Linked DNA regions of Gasterosteus aculeatus: all the other regions are linked to region 3. The links are chromatin contacts, called in public Hi-C maps. All regions are on one chromosome and are shown on one strand. Each heading gives the region's core, a stretch centred on a gene start, on an enhancer-like site or on the middle of the called end of the contact. The rest is flanking DNA. Distances are from core to core; before and after follow the strand shown.

The links. A called contact is a pair of places that touch in the nucleus more often than the background predicts.
Region 1: a contact with region 3 is called in a Hi-C map of skeletal muscle, with 5 times the contacts expected there. The contact joins the promoter of LOC120815808 here to the promoter of pitrm1 in region 3. A contact is called at or near these places in 3 of 6 Hi-C or Micro-C datasets (skeletal muscle and tail fin).
Region 2: a Hi-C map of skeletal muscle shows a contact between it and region 3, with 10 times the contacts expected there. The contact joins the enhancer-like site here to the promoter of pitrm1 in region 3. A contact is called at or near these places in 5 of 6 Hi-C or Micro-C datasets (blood and trunk muscle, liver, skeletal muscle and 1 more).

The regions. Positions count from the first base shown.
Region 1 is chr3:15,933,805-15,937,460 of fGasAcu3.hap1.1, forward strand. It overlaps LOC120815808 (frizzled-8), which reads left to right and starts at 1,717. Exons shown (of 1, transcript XM_040170788.2): 1 at 1,717-3,656. The coding sequence starts at 2,193.
Region 2 is chr3:15,859,760-15,863,591 of fGasAcu3.hap1.1, forward strand. All of the region lies in intron 2 of LOC144405545 (a long non-coding RNA gene), which reads right to left. Among protein-coding and RNA genes, the nearest start is that of LOC144405545, 5.6 kb to the right of the region's middle. Within about 2 kb of position 1,447, at least 2 of the 9 cell types and tissues checked have open chromatin away from gene starts, as enhancers often do.
Region 3 is chr3:15,717,130-15,720,847 of fGasAcu3.hap1.1, forward strand. It overlaps pitrm1 (pitrilysin metallopeptidase 1), which reads right to left and starts at 2,014. Exons shown (of 27, transcript XM_040170326.2): 1 at 1,694-2,014; 2 at 1,068-1,173; 3 at 868-974; 4 at 605-756; 5 at 314-428; 6 at 20-116. The coding sequence starts at 1,740.

The DNA of each region.
Region 1 (3,656 bases), core at 467-2,966, 220 kb after region 3:
TGATTGTTTTGTCTGATTCGTTGTGAGAACTGTGTAATAGGAGACAGCAAGTGGCAAGAGGTTAGAAGAAGAAGAAAGTATCTCAAGCTAAATTCATCCCCAAGCGTTTTACTCTAAGTAACACAAAACAAAACACCCGCCCCGGGACCCCAAACTGAGCTAAAACAAGCCCCCTTCAGCAAATATTGGAGTTTGGGGCTAATTCGTTGTGATTGGAACAAACCTGCGCGTTAGAAACCCGCCCGTCTGACAAACAGTCCCACCTGCATTTAAAGAGGAGGAATCCAATGAGACGTGCAAATGGGTTTAATTAGTGCCGTCACAATGCCGGTCGGCTTAAGTGCTGACACACAAACACGCAAACAAACACACCGTCCTGTTTTTTGGGGGGCCCAGCGGTGCGTCCCGCTGATCGCCGGCCCAGCGTGCTCCGAGTGAAGCATCAGCACCAGCGTTTAGACAAACAGCCCCTCCCTCCCTTGAGACCAAGACGACCCCCCCCCCCCCGCTGTGAGCTAACAAGACCACATTAACCTCCCTTACCACACACACACACACACACACACGTCCTCTGGTCCCGTTGAATACTCTCTTGCTGTTACACACATGCGCGTGTAGACACGTGGGTTTTTTTCCCGTTCAGCGTCGGACTGAGAGGAGACAGGAAGTGACATCACAGCACCAGGCCGCTGCGCCCTTGTGGCTTCCACAACTATTCGCAGATGAATAATTGACGCACGGACAATTAAAGCAGATAAAATAATGATCTTACCGTAAACCTAGAGAAAGATATCGTTTGGGCACAATACGAATAGTTTGCACTGTATTGAACAGTGTAAACAGTTGATGTCTTATTATTTGTACGTCATCTGACATCATCCGACCATCACTGCCTGTTTTAACTTCACTTATTCATAGTTTAATAAGTAACATTTATTTTGGTTCAGAGACAGTATTGAATAGTTTGAGTTAAATTAAATCAGGTAGAAAAACTGCAATAAACTACCGTAATGTGAAAAGTTAGACATGATATTCGTGTGTTATAATACGTTATAATAGCAGGAAACAAAAAACATCTACCAAAAGAGTTCGCCCCCCATGTGGCTGAACAAAAGGTTTTCCTCACCACGACAGAACAGACAATGAAATAAGATTCTTGACTGTAAACCGTAACAATGATTGATGATTATTTTTGCATAGCGTTCGTTGTTCGATGACATTTTGACTGATTTGAATTTGATGACTTCCATTCGTCTTCCTGAAAAGATCATTTTAAGAGAAAAAAATATCAGATCAACTGGAATAAGGAACAGAGGACACGAGGAACCTCCAGCTGTATTTGTTTACACCGAAAAAAGCTGCAGTATTCTGCCTCACAATTAAGAAATGTAATCAATGTCTGTATTTAGAGATGCACGGCAGGGCAGAGATTCTATATCTAGCATCTTGCAGTTGCAGGACTTAAACCTGAGTACAGCTCTTCAGGGTCGGACCTGTGTGGTCCCCAAAACATCTGGCTTCATGAAGAACGCCAGCCTGCCAAATAGAAACACAGGCCATTAATACTTGGGTTCAAGTTGCAAGAAAATTGCCACTCAATATGAGCAGAGACATATTATATATAAAGTGTGTTTGGGTATCATGACCTCCGGTGGTTAACAAAACATTTAGATGAAGAAAGGAAACGGCGGTTTTAATTTTTATTGTGATGTGCATTCAGGTACTTCCTGTATCCGTCAGACTAATGAGTGGGGAGGCAGACTCCTTACTACTGTCTGTATGCTAATCACATTTCTCCCTAATGCATCTATTGTATGATAATCAGCCCTCTCCTTGTTGTTTATACAGGGCTCTGTGTGTGCGTGCGTGCGTGTGTGTGTGTGCGTGTGTGTGTTAGCAGAGATTATAACCCTTCCTCCAGGGTGAACATTTTAAACAAACACCCAACATAAGAAGCGCTTGGTTGACTTGTTCTCCCCCTCCCCGCCCATGCCGGAGGTGTGTCTTCGCCACTGCTGTATAAAACCCAACGCACCCACCAGTGGAGGAGCGTGCACAGACAGCCTCGGTGCAGCAGTGACACAAAGAGCGAGAGAGAGGGGGGGGAGACTAGACTGTGTGAAAGTAACGGACCATCACAAACTATCTCTCTAGCATGACGTCTGCAGCCTCCCTGGACTGAGCGCGCCGCGATGGAGAGGAGCATCCCGGGCTGGTGCGCGCTGGTGGCGCTGGTCGCGCACGGCTGCATGGCGGCCAAGGAGCTCCAGTGCCAGGAGATCTCCGTGCCTCTGTGCAAGGGGATCGGCTACAACTACACCTACATGCCCAACCAGTTCAACCACGACACGCAGGACGAAGCCGGCCTGGAGGTGCACCAGTTCTGGCCGCTGGTGGAGATCAAGTGCTCCCCGGACCTGCGCTTCTTCCTCTGCAGCATGTACACGCCGATCTGCCTGGAGGACTACAAGAAGCCGCTGCCGCCGTGCCGGAGCGTGTGCGAGCGAGCCAAGGCCGGCTGCGCGCCGCTCATGAGGCAGTACGGGTTCCCGTGGCCGGACCGGATGCGGTGCGACCTGCTGCCCGAGCAAGGCAACCAGGACACGCTGTGCATGGACTACAACCGCAGCCAGACCACCACGGCGTCTCCCGTGTTGGCCAAGCCGAGCAACCGACCCCCGAAGCCGTACAACCCCAGGAAGAAGAGCGGCAACGGGAAGCACAAACCGGCGGCGTCCCCGTGCGAGCCGGGCTGCTTCTGCCGCGCGCCCATGGTGCCGGTGACCGGCGACGGGCACCCGCTGCGCAACCGCGTCAAGACGGGTCAGATCCCGAACTGCGCCGTGCCGTGCCGCAGCCCCTTCTTCACCCAGGAGGAGAGGACTTTCACCGCCTTCTGGATCGGCCTGTGGTCCGTCCTGTGTTTCATCTCCACCTTCGCGACCGTGGCCACCTTTTTGATCGACATGGAGAGGTTCAAGTATCCGGAGCGGCCCATCATCTTCCTCTCCGCGTGCTACATGTTCGTGTCCGTTGGCTACATCGTGAGGCTGATCGCGGGTCACGAGGAAGTGGCGTGCAACCGGGAGAACGGCGCGGAGCACATCCACTACGAGACCACGGGTCCTGCGCTCTGCACCGTCGTCTTCCTGCTCATCTACTTCTTCGGCATGGCCAGCTCCATCTGGTGGGTGATCCTGTCCCTCACCTGGTTCCTGGCCGCCGGCATGAAGTGGGGGAACGAGGCGATCGCCAGTTACGCGCAGTACTTCCACTTGGCAGCCTGGCTCATCCCCAGCATGAAGTCCATAGCAGTTCTGGCCCTGAGCTCCGTGGACGGGGACTCCGTGGCCGGGATCTGCTACGTGGGAAACCAGAACTTGGATAACCTGCGGGGTTTCGTGTTGGCCCCGCTGGTCATCTACCTGTTCATCGGGACCATGTTCCTGCTGGCCGGGTTCGTCTCCCTGTTCCGGATCAGGAGCGTCATCAAGCAAGGGGGCACCAAGACCGACAAGCTGGAGAGGCTGATGATCCGGATCGGGGTTTTCACAGTTCTCTACACCGTCCCGGCCACCGTCATAGTGGCCTGCTACTTTTACGAGCAGCACAACCGACAGGCGTGGGAAATCACGCACAACTGCACGTGCGTGGCG
Region 2 (3,832 bases), core at 197-2,696, 140 kb after region 3:
TGTTGTTAATGTGCGACGAGGGTTTCTCTAGATTTTGTGTATTTCTGTTTTTGTTTTCCAATCGTACCTGCGTGTGTGTGGGTGCGTGTGTGTTGGCCTTTTGTTAAATATTGGATCAATAACAAACACTGATGAAATCGTAGAATAACAATCCAGCTGTGTCTTTTTATGGGGAACTGGAGGAAGAAAATCTAGATCTAAAAAACACATTAAAAACAAAGATTCTTCTACTCTCAGGTCGTTCCATCATGCGTTCTGTGAGATGAAATGAAATAAGTTCTTCTCATCTTTAGTCTTGGTTTCATTCACGCTCTCAACGGCCACATGAGACGAATACTTACAAGTGTGTGATCACGTTCGGAAAAGAACCTTTTTGCACAAATCTTTGATTTCACCTGCAGTTGCGAGGCGGCTGAACCCCGGAGAACCCGACCGGTGCCAGCCCACCTGCTCCCGGGCCCGTCTGTCTGACGGACCCCCCCCCCCCCGCGTGAGACTAGCCAATAGACAGGCGGCGTTTACACAGTGACGGCAGCTTACAGACGGAGCGGCTCGCAGGTTTCATCTGTGTTTCATACTCGCCGCCCACGGAGGAGGTTTCATCCTCTGATCCACCGTTGACTCGGATTTCTCTCTTCACTCCGACAGCAAGTACAAACACACTGACGTTCAACATGGGAGCAGAAAATGTCCAAGATGAAATTGCTGAGTGCTTTGCTTTTCAGCCATTGGAGAAATATTCCAGATGTAACTTTTAAGTTCACTTCTTATACTTCAATTTATTTATCAATTAAGGCTATAAGTCAATAAAATGTCATAAAAGAAAGAGGCCCGAGGTGCCGAGCAGGACAGGAAGCTCCTCTCTTCGTCTCGGACCGACTGGGGAGCAGGATTCAAGCTGTGGGGGGAGATTTTTCCTCTAACCTCCGATGTAGTTTAGTTTTGATCCAAACGAAAGAACCTTTTCAAAATAAATCAAAATGAAAAAAACTCAATCAATGATCTCAGTCTGCCGGCAGATATTTTCATTTGTTTGACGCTCGGATTTCTTTTTTTTTCCCGTTAGAACATGACGTACAGAACATATCGATCTGGTGTTATTGCTTCTCATTACGGGCCTCGTTTTACCCCGAGACACGAGAAATAGAAAAGACAGAATCCCGCTGTCATTCCGAGCCGTGTAACCGTCACAGTAAAGCGACTCTGGCAGCGGAGACACGTTGAAAACGGCAGGTCGGGTCTTTAATGGCCGGCAGTGCAACGAGGGAGCCGGTCCCAGGAGTTCACGCAGGGCCCAATAAAGGAAATCATACTAATAATTGCCGGGAAGGGGGGTGGGGGGTTATGCATTGCAGGTTATGTAATTGTACTCTGTATCAATCAATGAAAACCTGACCTGGGAAATGAGCCCAGCATTAATCCTGGGAGTTTCTTTCTTGGCACCTACTGCGAGCGCTAAAATGAAACCCAGCATGCAGAGACGGGGGGGGGGGGGGGGGAATGCAGAGTGTGTCAGTACGCTGACTGACAGGACTGCAGTGCGTTGCAATGCATGTTGGGGAACGGGGGGGGGGGGGGGGTGGGATGGTCATATGTCTCCAAAATGTGCCGCTCGCCACAGGGTATCAAAATAAAAGCACAAGCGAGCTGCAGACTTGGCAGCTCGCGTCTGCACTAATTTCATTACACCAATTGCACTGCCCCCCCCTCCCCCTCCACCCCCCTCCACCCCCAACCCCCCAGGGACAATAAGGGTTATTATACTACACATTAGCAGCTGGATACACGTAACACACAGCCGAGGACTTGTGAGCTGCTGAGTGGAAAAACAGCACATCAGTGCTGCTCCAGAGAGGAAAATAACCTGGTCAAGTGTTCAGCAACTAAAATACGTACAATATCATATAATATTATATATACTGTTATACTATTATTATAGCATGTAAAAAACACAGTTGAAATAAAAATGAACCCACAGCAGTCAGTTACTCACTCCAATTAATAACATCTGCTCAGCAGTTCATCAAAGTTTATATTCATTTATTGTGTTTCTTTGAAAATGTTGTTTTTTAATATTTTTATTGTCCTGTATCCATTTTATTGTCTTTGTTTTATTATCTACCCTTCGTGTTCATTAGTCTCCCACAGTTTCACTGCTCATATTTCCACCTTGCTTTTATTACTCACTCAACTATAAAGCACTTAGTGCAGAACTTTTCTTTTGCCCCACAGAAAGTGATGCTTTCATGCTTGGGGCTTGTTTTATGACGTTGTTAGCACTATAATGCTATTAATGCTGCTACCATGCAGCTATTCCGCTTCCAACATTTTGTTTCCTTTTGACAGAAAGCCGTTGGAGTTTAACTTTCCTCGTTGTGGCTTTTGTATTCGTAATATTGATCATCAAGTATCTGATCTTTGTCTCATTAGGAACGACTGCTTTGCTTGTATGTCTTCCTCGCAGCATCGCTTCTGCGCCCAGTAAAATAGGTCAAAGGTCAGCTGCTCGACTGCTGAGACAGAACGTCTGAATTTAAGAACAGAAAAGGATGAAGAGAAATTCAAATGACTTCCCTCCAAAGAGACAGTCACATTTCCAGAGAATATTTCCAGCTAATTTCACTGTTCTCAGTCACACCTTCACTGAAATGACCGCAGCGTGAGCGACGTCTCAAACAGTCACAGCGCTGAGCAAAGTCAGACAAAGGCCCACGCGGACGGACAGGTGGGGGGGACGGGGGGCCTCGAGGCCTTAAATTCAGTCCAAACTTCAAAACATCCTGTCGAAGGAACCGGGCCGCGACGTCGAGCGCTCGCCCCCGCGTGTTTTCCTAAATATCCCCGAGCTTCAGTTGGACCTGCGACCTTTGGGTCACTGCGTACTCGCCAGGCCGACTGGTGTCCAACTGTCACTCAGGAGAGCGGCGGAGAAAAGGTCAAGAGCGGAGCGGCCCGCTCACGATGGTTGTCACGGGTTTGCGGGGAGAAAACGTTCGCTTTCTTTTAAAGGTCAGATATGTACGTCTCCCCTCTCGCCCCCCCCCTTCCTGCTGATCTCTGTGACACGAGACGCGGAGATGAAAGTTTCGGCGTCCCGGAGCGAGTTTGACCCCGGGGGCCGGGCCGATGGCCGATATGAGCCGCGCCGCCGCCATTAAGCAAACGATAATCTCTCCATCAGATGAAGTAGGGAAAAAAGAAAATCTAATAAGCATATTAATGATGTGAGAAGAGTGATTTTTAATCACAGATAAGCATTTTATCAGCCTTCAGCGGCGTGAATCTTCAGCCCGTTATTACAAGTTATTACAAACCGGATTGAGCTCGTGTGAGACGGAGCGCGGAGTCCGTTTATTCCGACAACAATTAACTCAGAACCCATTTGTTTCCCGCGCTAAAAAGGGGGACCGGAGCGGAATACAAATCCAATCTGCTCTGAGTTACGGAACCATTAGTATAATTTTAATAAAATCCCCCCTCCATACAAAGAAGGCCCTGAGAGTCAGCTCTGTAATTAAGACACATTAACATGTAACGCCGACACAGCGGCTCTTAAACTGTTCTTGGTGTTCGTTATGGAAGCGGCCATCTTTCACATTTCACATCGCCCCCATGAACCAATAAAAAAAGGACTCGTATCTCTCGTACTCGAAGGGGTTCAAAATCGCTGCGTTGAACGCAGCGTGGCGCTTGCGTGGCCTGGCAGGGGGGACACGAGCCTCTTCCTCGCTCTAAGGGGCCTTCAGACCCGACGGAGGGGGTCCGGAGCAGTGAGAATATGGTCAAATAAAATGCCTGTGACAGACACTTTCCCTGGAAGAGTCAGATTCAG
Region 3 (3,718 bases), core at 764-3,263:
CCAGAAAAGAATGCCTTACAAAAGCTCCCTTCATTTCGTTGAACACCACTCCTTTAAACATCAGAGGGGAGTTGAGATCTGTCGGGTCTTCGTGCTCCAGCCTCCAGCCCTCTTGACTGAGGAATCAAGACATTCAGTTGGTTTCAGACCTGCTGAGTGAGCAGAGCTCATTGCTCGTCTGCTTCAGCGTACTCGGAGGAAACACGGTGACAAACTGACGGTCAAGATAAGAAACCACAACATTCTACTTTGGCTACGTGTTTTACGAAGATATAAATGAGCCGTTTAAGCATCGTAACATGTAATAACTCACCAGAAGTCCTGCTCTCGTAAAATAGGGAAGAAAACTGCGTCCAGGTAGACCGACAGAAGATTCTGGAAGTCCTTCCCATTTTGCGTTGAGAACGGATACATGGTGTAGTCATTGGCTGTTCACCAGCAAACAAACAAAAAACAACCAGTTACCAAACCTCTTCCTGTCAGGGCCCCCCTTGAGGATGAAGGGACATTGACCCCCCCAAGACTCCCTGATTGATTTTAAATTCACAACATTCCTGTGGGTGCAAGCACACCCCCCCTCATTTAGGGTCCCATTGATGTATACCTGTGAAAGCATTCATGAAGGTGGACAGCGACCTGTCCAGCATCTTGAAGAAAGGGTCCCTGCAGGGGTACCTCTTGGATCCACAAAGCACCGTGTGCTCCAGGATGTGCGGGACGCCCGTGTTGTCCAGGGGGGTCGTTCTGAACTGGACACTGAAACACAAAAGAGAGGCATTGGTTGTTTTTTTTGGTCCAATTCACTAAGCTGGAGAGAAAAAGAGACGCTGCCGTTTCAGCGCGACTGCACAGAGAACACGAGGCGACCTGAAGAGGTTGTTGGAGTCGTCTCTGGCTGCGTGGAGGTACTGAGCTCCGGTTTGATCGTGGGTCAGCTTCACTGCTGTGATGAACAGGTCAGGGACCCCGACAACCTTAGAGGAACAGACACCGAATCAAACCTCGAAACAATGACATCTTGACCCTCAAAAAAATGATTTATGGAGGCTTGAATGACGTTTCTTTACCTCTTTGACAGTAAAGCCGTGGATGTTCTGCCCCGGTTGGTACTGACAAGCCTTCTCGTTTACTAAAGAGCTCTGCAGCCTCCAGGCTTGCTGCGGTCTATTGAAGCTGGAAGAAGAAAACAGACAAATGCTTAATATTGTTCAAGGTGATGCAGTTTAATCAGAGGTTCCCTCTGTTATACAAATATATCTGTTCAAAACGCAAATGCAGCCACGACTGATCAAAAAAAGGTGAAAAGTAGTGACTGAAATTAAAACCATTGGCTGGTTTTTCATCCTTCAATTCAGAAAATGACTTAACATGCCGGTTAGTTAACGTTAACTAACTCAAGCTAGCTAACTTAACAGTAACTCATACTTCCCCACCGGTTGAGTGCAGTTAAGCTAACCGTTAACCTGAGGTTGGTTTACCGTAAACAACCCGTTAACCACCAAGTGACGTCAGCAAACTAACGTTAGTTAACGTGAAGGTTAACGTAACGGTAATGTTGCATCAGTCAAAAACCCAACGTCACATTTCCACAATGGTCAAAGTTTCGTTATGAATTCAGTCACACCGGCAAAGACACTTTGTGAAAAAAGTTGTATTTCATTGACTGGCAACTCGTTCGCTAACGTTAACTCACCGTAGACGCAGAAGCTTCTGGAGCACCACCTTCGTTTGTCGAAACATGGCTTCGCAACTGATGTTTTTTTGGTATTTGTACTCACAGGCTAGAGGGGCTACCCGGTTTTAAACAAATGGTGTTAATAATTCCACCTCATTCTGGTTGTGCATCCCGGGCCGGTGTCCTCTCGTGCCGTGTGTGGGACAGTTTGACACATTCGGCTGCACGCATTAAAAAAAATGGCCGCCGCGCCTGCGCAGATCACAGATCTGCCAAACATTTCCGCCTCTACTTAGACCTATCCGTTCGCATTGGAGCTCTAGAAATATTCGCTGAGGCAGCTTTCGACGGACGGAACTCCCCCCCACAAACAAGCCTGTTTTTGATTGGTCGAGGGGGAATGAAGAGCAGATATGATTGGTCCTACGTAACATCACAAATATTATTAAACCACGGGGCGCGTTTGAAGGGCAAACAATATTAAAACCCATGTATAACACATATCTAACACGGGTCTATATCACACTTTCTTTTGAATTTACAGTGTCACGTTAGTTCATTCATCACAATATTTAATCGTCACTTTTTTTTTCTATAGAGGTGTAACTCAGTCTGCTTTCCAGCAGATGTCTCTGTTAGATCGTGTTAAGCCAAGCGTTTCACAAAATATTCAATAGTTTTTCTTTCAAAATGTTCAAGGGTCCCAAAAAGTGGGGGAGGGGGGTATTATGAAAGTGCCACTGGACAACCTTGATTGAGAAAACTGTCCCTCACATGTACTTCAGTTTGCATGCAATCATATTTACACGCATTAATACTGCCTGCTTCAGTGTTGCTAAGCAACTTTTATAATTGCTGTGACATTGCAAATTGCTTTTACTGTGCGATAGAGAGTGAAAAGAATCTCACTTTCAAAGGTGTTTCTGTGTCTTTGTTCTACTGAGAGATTTCTACAGCTGACGGTGGTTAGTACATTTTATACTCATGATTGGTCATTGCTAGTTTCAACATTATGTTTCAATTTCAAAATGAATTCATAACCTGCAAATGACTCACTGGTGGGTACAAATTCCTTTCCATCACCGACATGTGGCGAGTTTTAAATCCAAGTGTGTGCTTAAGACTTTTTTCATCCTGTCCTGTTGTCTGTTACTTTATTGTCATTTCCTCTACATACATGAAGATTATTCATTTATCTGAGTAGTTTCAATGCTACAAAACACATGCATGACAATTTCACAATTTCGTATTTTCCTATTTAGCACATAGACCTTAATCATGTCTGTATTAATCTTAGAAGGTCAAGTGGACAAAAATAAACGTCTGGCCCGTCATCACGTCCTTCATTCCAGGTGATAGAATACTACCTGTGCTCCAGGGTTACTTTGCGCTGAAGGGATTAAATCCAAATCAACTTCGGAATATGCAACTTGTAAGTAAAGCCCTGTGAAGTAATCTTGGTCTTGTAGCTGGATCTCGGCACGGGGACGCCCTTCGAAACAGACTCTTTGGATTACACGGTAAAGCAGCTCCCACCTTTAGGCCTTCGTTTGTCACGCTTTCTCTGTTACAAGTAATCAAAGTCCCACGAACCAATTGCTATGCAGCAAACGTATGTTTTCTGGGGGACCTGGGGGCCGACTCATCCCAGTTTGTAATTCAGCCTCATGCACGGTGTATTCAAACCCAAGACCCTATTATTGTGTGGCTGCACTGACAGATGAAATGGATCATGTTAGAGGTCCCTTGCATCATTTCACTCTTGTTGCCTCACATGTCAGACTGCCGTTTGGTTGTTGCTGGAAACCTTCGGGTTTCAACAAGGATTTTAAAAATAATTTGCAATGTTTGAGCAAAGCTCAGCTGCATGATGAGTAATAATTATATGATTTACAGTGTGAATTTCAAGCGATTTAAGGCCTTCCGCTGGTAGGCTGTTTAAGTGCGCCGCCAAAAACTATACCACAGAAAGGTTACAACAGCAAGAGACGGTCACCAGAAACACCCAGTGGAGAACTGCCCCTCACAGAGACCCCCGAGCAA